Regions from separate parts of the Mus musculus genome. Here region 1 is linked to region 2. Evidence: chromatin contacts called from public promoter capture Hi-C data. All regions are on one chromosome and are shown on one strand. The core of a region is the stretch at or near the end of the contact, and the rest is flanking DNA. Distances in the headings are between cores, read along the strand shown. Region 1 holds the start of Pomgnt1 (protein O-linked mannose beta 1,2-N-acetylglucosaminyltransferase). Region 2 holds the start of Mknk1 (MAP kinase-interacting serine/threonine kinase 1).

Region 1 (5,371 bases), core at 2,466-4,965, 310 kb after region 2:
TCAGGCTTAAATACATGCACTTTGTTTTCCTCCGAGACACAGTTTCATATAGCCCAGGTTGGCCTCAGTTGTGTAGCTGAGTATGGCCTAGAGCTTTTTTTTTTTTTAAAGATTTATTTATTATTATATATAAGTACACTGTAGCTGTCTTCAGACACACCAGAAGAGGGAGTCAGATCTTGTTACGGACGGTTGTGAGCCACCATGTGGTTGCTGGGATTTGAACTCTGGACCTTCAGAAGAGCAGTCGGGTGCTCTTACCCACTGAGCCATCTCACCAGCCCCCCCCCTTTTTTTTTAAAGATTTATTTATTATTATATCTAAGTACACTGTAGCTGTCTTCAGACACATCAGAAGAGAGCATCAGATCTCATTACAGGTGGTTGTGAGCCACCAGATGGTTGCTAGGATTTGAACTCAAGACCTTCAGAAGGGCAGTAAGTGCTCTTAACTTCTGAGCCATCTCACCAGCCCAGCCTAGCACTTCTGATCCTGCCTATTCCAAGTGTTGAGGTCACAAGTGTGCTCCATCATACCTTAGCTCTCCTTTTCATTACTTGACCCATGGTGTGTGGTGGTTTAAATGAGAATGGTCTCCATAGGCTCACATATTTGAATGCTTGGGTCTCAGTCAATGGAACTGTTTGGGAAGGACTAAGAGGTGTGGCCTTGTTGGAGGAAATGTGTCATTGGGGGTTGGCCTTGAGATTTCAAAATGCCCAAGCCATTCCGGGTTAGTTCTCTCTGCTTTGTGCTTGTGGATGGAGATGAGATTTGAGTTCTCAGCTAACAGTCCAGCACAATGCCTGCCTGCCCACCTAATGCCATCCCCAACCCCTGTGGTGGTCATGCATTCTAACCCTCTGAAACCCATGAACCTCAATTTTAAATACTTTTCCTTATAAGTTGCCTTGGTCCTGGTGTTTTGTCAGAGCAACTGAAAAGTAACTGTGGTTTTTATCCCATTAATTAATTTATTTATTCACTTTACATTCCAATCAAAGCCCCCCTGAGAAAGTTAGTAACTAAGTTTTTAGCCAGGGATTAGCAAAATATTTGCCTTTGTGAAAAATTGCCCTGGATTTTTGTTTTTTTGTTTTTTTCTTTTTTTGAGAGAGGGTTTCTCTGTGTAGATCTGGTTGTCCTGGAACTCACTCTGTAGACCATGCTAACTTCCAAGTAAGAGATCTGCCTGCCTCTGCCTCCCAAGTGCTAAGATTAAAGGTGTGTACTACCACCATCTAGCCTTACTCTGGACTTTCCTTTCTTTCTCTCTCTCTCTCTCTCTCTCTCTCTCTCTCTCTCTCTCTCTCTCTTTCTTTCTTCCTTCCTTTCTTTTGTTTTTTTGTTTGTTTGTTTTTGTTTTTGTTTCAAGACAGGGTTTCTCTTTATAACCCTGGCTATCCTGGAACTCACTCTGTTGACCAGGCTGGCCTCAAACTCAGAAATCCACCTGCCTCTGCCTCCCAAGTGCTGGGATACTCTGGACTTTTCAAGGAGCAAGGAAGAATGGAGAAGCAGAGGAAAAACTCTGAATCAAGGAGATTAACTCAAAACCAAAACCAAAAGTGCAACAGCAACAGCACAAAAGTGCAACAGCACGAAAGTGCAACAGCACGAAAGTGCAACAGCACGAAAGTGCAACAGCAACAGCACAAAAGTGCAACAGCAACAGCACAAAAGTGCCTGCAACAGCACAAAAGTGCAACAGCACAAAAGTGCCTGCAACAGCACAAAAGTGCAATAGCAACAGCACAAAAGTGCCTGCAACAGCACAAAAGTGCAACAGCAACAGCACAAAAGTGCCTGCAACAGCACAAAAGTGCAACAGCACAAAAGTGCAACAGCACAAAAGTGCAACAGCACAAAAGTGCAACAGCACAAAAGTGCAACAGCACAAAAGTGCAACAGCACAAAAGTGCCTGCAACAGCAGGTTGGAGAGAATTAGAGGCACAAGTGAAAGAATCAGGCAACAGATGAGTTCATCTGTTTCAAATGGTATTCAATATTGTTCAAAGAAACAAAGGATTTCAACTATCATGACAGTTGATTTCAACTGACATCACTGGAAAAAGACAAAGGGAGGCCCAGCTATATGGCCTGATACAATTTCCCAAGCAAAGGAATCCAGAAGAGATCTGAGAGCAGGTAGAGATGATGTCAGTAGCTGTGAAATTGTGGGTCTTGTGAAGAGATGCAGCAGGCAGGGGAGCCTGGCGCTCAGACACAGGGGAGCCTGGCGCTCAGACACAGGGGAGCCTGACGCTCAGGAGGGAATCTAGGACTGCACATGCAAGTTTGAGAATCTGGACATTAATAAGGATCATGAGAAGACAAGATCATGGACAGTAAACCTGACGACAGAAGAGGGTCAGAGGCTAATGTGAGAACTTCTGCTGACTTGATTTTTTTAAAAAGACTTATTTTATATATGTGAGTACAATGTCATTGTCACTATCTTCAGACACACCAGAAGAGGGCATCAGATCCCATTACAGATGGTTGTGAGCCACCATGTGGTTGCTGGGAATTGAACCCAGGATCTCTGGTAGAGCAGTCAGTGCTCTTAACCACTGAGCCATCTCTCCAGCCCCTGCTTTTTTTGATGTTTAAATAAGAAAAACTTCAGTATAAAGAACATGTAAAAAACCAAAACATTTTTTGTTTCTCAGAGCAGGTTGCACTTCAAAATCCTGACTTGTTCTAGAACTCATGTTGTAGACCAAGTTGACCTTGAATCTATGGCAATCCTCCTTCCTCAGTTCCTAAGTGCTGGGAACCCAGGAGTGAGCTACTGTGGGTCTTAGCATCTTGTTATGAAAGTGGACTTGCCTCACACAGCCTTCCCTCACCTATATAGGAATGCAACACCACTTCCAACCTGGCAAGCACTGCTATCATATCGAAAGATGCCAACACTTTTGGAGTCCTCAAAAAAAAAAAAGTGTAAATAAATAAAGTGTTGCTGGGCATGTTGTACACTCCTTTAATCCTAGCATTTAGGAGGCAGAGACAGGTGAATTTCTGTGAGTTCAAGTTCAGCCGGGTCTACATAAGGAGTTCCAGGATAGCTAGGGCTATAAGGAGATAGGTAAGCTCCTGCTTCCTCAGAAAAGAACTAATCAGGAGCTGGAGATGGCTCAGTGGTTAAGCACACCTGGTGCTCTTCTAGAGGAGCGGTTGGGATCACAACTTTAATTTGGGCTCCAGGGGTATCAGACTGAGGTCTAGTCTCTTCAAGGAGCGCCCGCACTACCTGCACATGCACACAATCAAAGAGCATTTTTGGTTTTCTTTAAAGATGGGGTAGTCACGGTGCCTCTTAATCATGGTTTATGAAATCGAGTTAACGTAAGCGCTCAAAATAGTAGCGGAGCAGGTTTCTAATCCTCTCCTCCCCGGCCTGGAAACAGCCTTGCGGGGCTGGGCCAGGCCTCGGAGCTGCAGCCCTCTGATCCTGGCTTGCCCAGTGAGCTGGCCCGAGGTCCCGGAATGCCGCTTGCTCCGGCTCCGCGGTGCGGGGATGTGCTCTCGCCCGAGGTCCACTCGTGCGGACCGTAACCCTGCCAGACAGGCAGAGTACGCCGGCTCCCCTCGCGCTGCAGACGCCCGGCCGCGGCCGCCGCCCTAAGCGCCGCCCGCCGCCCTCTCACCCCGCGGCGGCGGCGGCGGCGGAAGCGGCGGGGCGGGCCGGCCGGGCCGGGGCGGGGCGCGAGAGGCATGGAGGAGGCGGAGGCCGCGGAGGCCGCGGCGCGCGGGGCCGAGCTGTGCGGGCCCGAGCGCGGCCCGAGCGGGGCCCGGGGCCCCTGAGCCGTAAGTGCCTCCCAGTGCGGGTCTCAGAGGGGTGATGCGGGCTGGGTGGGTCTTCTGAACCTTCCGGCGTCCCTGATCCCTGAGAGGAGAGGAGTTGAGCCAGATGGGAAGAGACGAGGGTGGAGGATTGGGGTGCAGGAGGTCGCTGTTACTGTTCTACCCCAGGGCTGGGAAGGACTGGGATTTGGACCTTTTAAGGACTGATGAATCGTTAAGAGTTGATTGAGTTACTGGCCTCCGCCGCTAAGGCCCTGATCCTGCACACAGTTCCTCTAGCCCCAGGGAATTTTCAGGTGATCCAACTCCTCCAAAGATTTTCTGGCCAGACCCAGAGAAGTTAAGCCACGTTGCCTAGGGCACACAGCTCAGCAGTTTGCTGAGAGAAGTCATTCCAGAAGGCATTAAGCTTTGGGACAAGCATCTTACTCTATGTGACTCTATATATAGTCCCCTCAGATTCCTGAAGTCATGGACTGGCCGGGACAGGGGTGACTCCCTAATCCAGTATGGATGACTGGAAGCCCAGTCCCCTCATCAAGCCCTTTGGGGCTAGGAAGAAACGGAGCTGGTACCTTACCTGGAAGTATAAACTGACAAACCAGCGGGCCCTGAGGAGATTCTGTCAGGTAAATGAGGTCCCACGTGTCCCAAAAGCTGCTCCCTAACTTTACTCTAACAGACTAGGAACTAACTACCTTGGCTATCAAGAAGAGGCAGCAAATTCCTGGAGGGGAAACCTCTGTCTGTTACAGCCTTCTCAGGCAGTGGTTTAGAGCCAGGATTCTGGAATCAGAACCCTAGTCTGACCTCGGCATCCAACAGAAACCAGAAGTCTGGTCAGGCAGGCTTTGCCCCTGACACCCAACTGTCAGGCAGTGTGGCCCACGTTCTTCTGTGTCTCTGGCTCTCCGCTGTGGTTCTCGGGTCCTAAATCCATCTCAAGGAACTAGTTATGGAGGGGACCAAGGAAGTCAAGGACTCAAATGGGAAAATACAAGACCACGGGGTAGGAAGGACCTGGTTGGTGGAGGGAAACCTGCCAGGGAACATTCTCTGGGAGATGGCCACAAATCCGTGTCCTTATTGGGAACCAGAAAGTGGAGAGACTGGTCCCTGTGTCCTCTTCAGCCAAGGTCATACTTTCAGAAGGCCCTTGTGATCTGGAGAGGGCTGGCTGCAGTCACCCCCATTTTCCTACTCAGACAGGGGCTGTGCTTTTCCTGCTGGTGACCGTCATTGTCAACATCAAGTTGATCCTGGACACTCGGAGAGCAATCAGCGAGGCCAATGAAGACCCAGAACCAGAGCAAGACTATGGTGGGGACCAGCTGAGGGTGCGGGAGGGGGGCGGGGGACGGGACGGGACCTGGGGTCTCATGGCAGGAATGGCGTGCACATCCCACAGGGTGTGACTCTGCTAGTGAGTCATCGCCCACGCCTGTTACAATTCCCTCTCCAGATGAGGCCCTAGGACGTCTGGAGTCCCCTCGGCGCAGAGGCAGCAGTCCCCGACGGGTGCTGGATGTGGAAGTATACTCCAGTAGAAGCAAAGTGTA
Region 2 (4,908 bases), core at 1,949-4,448:
GCAGCTTTGGCAATGTCTCAGAACTGAGGACAGTGGGAGATTCCCCCCACGGTGGGCTGCAGAATATATTCTGAAATCTAGGCTGTGAAAAGGGACCACAGGGGAGGGGGGAGGAGGGAAATCTATTTTTGTGAAAAGAAAGATTTTGCTATTTTTTTGTAAAATAAAAGATACAAACTAAAGCAACCACTGGTGGGAAGTGGTGTTCTGGGTGCCACACGTGTCTTGGTGGATTGTAGGAGAGACCGTTAGAGTGGGATTAAGACATTCTGTCCTAAGCTCCTGGACCATATGGGCACAGTCATGACTGACTAGCTACCCAGTGTGGGGACACCCAAGTTCTCCCAGGGCTCTGAGTCGTAGAGTAAGATAAGTCGAGAGCCTTGAGGATGTCGTAGGAGGGCAGTGCAGGGTGTGCCTCCAAGGTACTCATTCAAAGGAGGGAATTGTTCCTTGTTTTGACACTGGCAATGCTGGTTCATGTCAGGGTGGTTTGGAAGAACCGATGGCTAAAAGTGCAGTAGGAAATACAGCCCCAACCCCAACCACAGAACAAGGAGCCCCTCTCAGGACTCAAAGTAGGGGAGGTAGGGCAGGTTTCAATCCAGAGCATATTCCCCAGGAGACAGCTAGAACTCACTGCCCCTAAACCACAACCACTCAGACAGGAGTCAAAAGCAGCTTGGTTCTGAAGATTCAACAGAGGTCCTCTTATACCTTCAAAAGAGCCGGCAGGGACTCTACCTGAGAAGCTGAGGCCTGAGCTTCTAGCCTTCCCTCTATAAACCACTTTCTATTTTATGATCAGAAGTGGTAGACTACCAAGATGGCACAGTGGATAAAGGCACTTACTGCCCAACAATGTAAGCGTGATGACCTAGGTTCAATTCTCAAGACCCACATAAAGGCAAAAGAAGAGACGCCACTTGGAATGGGGTCCCACTCATGTCACATACACAGTAGTAATGATTTTTTTTGAGACAGGGTCTCGTTATGTAGTGCTGGCTACCTTGGAACTCACCCTGTAGACTAGGATGGCCTCAAATTCACAGGGATCCACCTTTCTCTGTCTCCTGAGTGCTGTGGTTAAAGGTGTGCACCTCCACACCTGGCAGAAGTATCATTTTAAAATAGAAGTAGGGGTGAGGGTCTGACCTCTAAGCTCCTTCATCCTCACCCTGTGAATGGACATGATAATAATCCAGCTAATACTCAACATGTCTCAAGTGATTGACACAAGTCTTTAGCCAGCTGCCTGGCTCTCCTTCCACCCACCCCACCCCCAGTATCTGCTCTAGAATCTGGAAGGTTTTCCATTTTGCTGTTCCTTCTAATGCCCAGAGCCCAGTGTTCTAAAAGAGTGTTTTCAAACCCATTACAAATCATTATCTCTTCAGTCACTGGACAGTCCAGCTGTTAGAAAGTCCATGTACGTTGTGGAAGAGTTAAATTTATCTCAAATTTGAGATGTCTGGAAATATGTTAGGAAGGACATATGCACAGACAGACACACACACACTTGCTTGGAGAGTCTGAGAAGGATGCTTAGAGGACAAAGAGGGAGAGCTTTGACCTTAGTAATGAGAAATAAGAAGACTCTCACCTAAACAGGCAAAACCTAACAAAAGCAACTTACCTGGGAAGCCAGGGCTTAGTTGTCTTGTTGGCTCAGGATCTGCATCCATTGAGGGGACAGGGAACAGGGAATAAGCTGTCACCTCCACCCTGGGGCAGAACATCCCACACTGACTAATGATGCTGGATGAACTCAGCGTTCATGAGCCCTGTGGCCCTTTTATATGTTCGTGGCTACCACAGTATGGAACTATGGAATGCGGTCAAATAGGCCAGAGGAAGGTCTGAGTTCTACATGGTTTGCCCTCCTTCCTGGGAGCACCCTAGAGCCTTTATCCAATGTTAATTAACCATCATGGTTGCCATGGGGAGGTGGGTAGTAATTTTGAGAATCTGGATCCCAATCTATGCTTGAGTGACCCTGGACTGGTTGGCTATCAAGGGTTGGGGAATAGACTAGAAAGGGCAGTGAAGACACGAAGTTTGGTGGGCCTGGAAGGTTATAAGTTGAAAGAGATTGCAATATCCAGCCTTTGAAGGGGACTCAAATTTGGAAAGGAAGTAAATACAAATGCTTGGGAAAAAGACGTCCCTTTCCAGTCTTCATCTAGATTTGAAATCTAGCAAAGTCTTGAATACTTCCACTTCCTTCCCTCATATAGTTGAACACATAGGCCAGAAGAGGGAATAAATGTGTTTTAGAGGAGTGATGGGAAACGGAGATGCTCTTTAAGCCCCTTACTCTCCAGACCCTAACAACAATACTGAATGGGATAGGGAAGTTTACTTCACCACACAAAAGAAAACTGCGTCAGAACCTGAACTGAAACCAAGCACCCCGTCTTCCCGTCTCAGGCATCTGCAGCCTGTGGAAGTGAGGCAAGGAGGCTGGTTGGGGTACTACTCTAATTAGTACACAGAGGGGAGAGGGGGAGAGGGGGGAGGGGGGAGGGGGAGAGAAGAGAGAGAGAGAGAGAGAGAGAGAGAGAGAGAGAGAGAGAGAGAGAGAGAGCAGAGAGGAGAGAGAGCAGAGAGGAGAGAGAAAAAGAAATAGATCTTTAAGAACATTTGTTTTAGCTGTTGTTTTAGCTGCTGTAGTGGCACACACCTTTAATACTAGCACTCAGAAGGCAGAGGCAGGTAGATCTCTTTAAGTTTGAGGCCAGCCAGGGTTACATAGTGAGACTATTTAGAAAAACAACAATTTAAAAAATTTAATTACCGGAAGTAATGAACTTCTGTATACGCAGACCTTTATAGAAATTTTACAGTCATGCCCGGTGGTGTGCGTCTGTAATCAGAGAACTCTGGAGACTGAGTCAGAAGAAAAACGAGTTTGAAGTCAAGTCTGGAGTATACAAAAGGCCTTGTCTCAAAAATAAACTTTACTTAACAGAGCTGCCCTCAGGTTTACAAGAACTCCGTTCTGGCTCGCAGAAGTAACTATTTGCACCTGCAGCGTCTTCCACTTTCCGCTTGTAAAAGAAACCCGCAACAACCAGAGGACGCTCTGATATGCCACGCCTGCGCAGTGAACTGGCCTTGCTTCTCGCCACGTGTGGCCCTCGGGGCGCAGGCGTGACTCCTCCCCCTCACGCCTCCTTCTGCTCGGGCCCTCCCCCTGAGTTTAGCTCCGCCTCTTCCGCGTTCTCGACGGAGACCTGCAGGTGGGGGTGCTCGCGGCCGTTCCCGCGGTGGTCAACTAAGGTAAAAGTGAGCCAGCGAGGAGTCCCTCGGCGGGGAAACGGGGCCGGGGTCTGGGGTGCGGCGCTGCAGTCGCCCGGGAGGGGCAGACAGGGCCTTCTGAGCAGCTCGAGGTTAAGACCCGGTTCTTCTGCGGAGGAGCAGCCGAAGGGGACATCCTTTTAGAACTGTCCTCAAAGCTGCTTCCCTGCCCAGACCGCAGCGCATAAGATCCTCTTTCGGACTCTCAGCCCGTGCTTATGGACAGGCTTGGGTTGTGACAGGTCCGGAGCCGGTGGGTACGGGCTGTCGAGGAGGAGCTCAGCCTATAAGGAGTTTGAGCCTCAGACCAAACAAGGATACACTCAAGACTGACAGGGCTCAAGACAGTTCACTGGCATGAGCACATTATAAAATATGTGTACTTCGTTGTGTTAAATTGGCGGTTTCCACTTATTTTGCAATATAGTATACAAATGATTCTGCCACACTTTTTTCAACAGAGAGGTGGGAGTGTGGGTAGGATGCAGTCTCTTTCCTATAGCTGTAGGACTGTGGACCATCAGAAGCTAGGTAAGAGGGTGGGAGTGCTTGACTTTGGGGGTGAGCTATGCTTTCCCCTCTCCTAGGAAGCATCCTAGAACAACTCATTTTTCTCTCTTAGAGCTTTTTAAAACGAATATAATAATGTCACTGTGAGGGTTAAGTATGCTTATATGTAAATTGCCCACATGCAATGGTACTGATACATACGATTGTGATTTCCAGGAAAGAGTGTTTTGATCTGGCATATTTCAGGGAGGCCCTGGGGGGAGAAGCTGATGTAACCTGAGCCTTGGAGCCTCTGGGATTTACACGTGGAATTGACCTTGCAGTATGAGGAGGGAGCTCAAACTTGTTGACCACAGGCCTTGTGCCAAGAACCAGCTGAGTGGTTGATGTATAATGTTTCCCTGGATCCCCAGCCATCAGAGAGCTGCTGCCCACTGTCCCTAGCTTCGGGCCTTCTAAAGGGCCTGGGCTGGAAGTACTGTGAAGAATAGACACGGAGTCAGGATTGTGTATAGAAGTGAACTAGCAAAATAAATAAATAAATAAAATAAAAAACAAAAAACAAACAAACAAACAAACAAAAAAAACAAGCTGGGCGTGGTGGCACATGCCTTTAATCCCAGCATTCAGGAGGCAGAGGCAGGCAGATTTCTGAGTTCGAGGCCAGTCTGGTCTACAGAGTGAGTTCCAGGACAGCCAGGGCTACACAGAGAAACCCTGTCTCGAAAACCAAAAAAAAAGTGAACTAGCCAGGAAGTTTGGAGCCCCTTCGGAGCATCTGTTCCCACCTCAGTGTTCCTCTTTCTATAATCCAGGGTCTTTGGCTTGCATAGGAGTGTCATTTCTCTAGTGCAGATTTGGCAGTCAGAGGGCCTGGCACCAGCCAACCCAACCATGGAGAGAGAAGTTCTGAGAAGAAGCTGGCAAATTGCAGCACATGTTTAGCTAGGTCTCCTGTTGTGTGGTCTGTAGTTATTCAATAATATGGCACCTTCTGCAGCTTCTTCACGGGTGCTCACACCACATCTTTGGTGACGCGTCTCATCCTCCTGCTGGTTAGATGCTCCCAATCCAGTCTCCTGTAGCAGAGACTGAGCT

Evidence for each region. Capture Hi-C pulls out chosen DNA fragments and counts their contacts.
Region 1: a promoter capture Hi-C map of liver shows a contact between it and region 2. The contact joins the promoter of Pomgnt1 here to the promoter of Mknk1 in region 2. A contact is called at or near these places in 4 of 39 promoter capture datasets (embryonic stem cells, liver and stem cell-derived epiblast-like cells), 3 of 484 Hi-C or Micro-C datasets (CD4 T cells, embryonic stem cells and uterus), 2 of 115 datasets of contacts at active chromatin or transcription factors (bone marrow-derived macrophages and memory CD8 T cells) and 1 of 9 other capture datasets (liver).

The regions. Positions count from the first base shown.
Region 1 is chr4:116,146,803-116,152,173 of GRCm38.p6, forward strand. Pomgnt1 (protein O-linked mannose beta 1,2-N-acetylglucosaminyltransferase) reads left to right here and starts at 3,716. Exons shown (of 22, transcript NM_026651.2): 1 at 3,716-3,815; 2 at 4,263-4,441; 3 at 5,018-5,132; 4 at 5,275-5,371. The coding sequence starts at 4,322.
Region 2 is chr4:115,836,000-115,840,907 of GRCm38.p6, forward strand. Mknk1 (MAP kinase-interacting serine/threonine kinase 1) reads left to right here and starts at 3,199. Exons shown (of 13, transcript NM_021461.5): 1 at 3,199-3,282. It overlaps Mob3c (MOB kinase activator 3C), which reads left to right. Exons shown (of 4, transcript NM_175308.5): 4 at 1-186.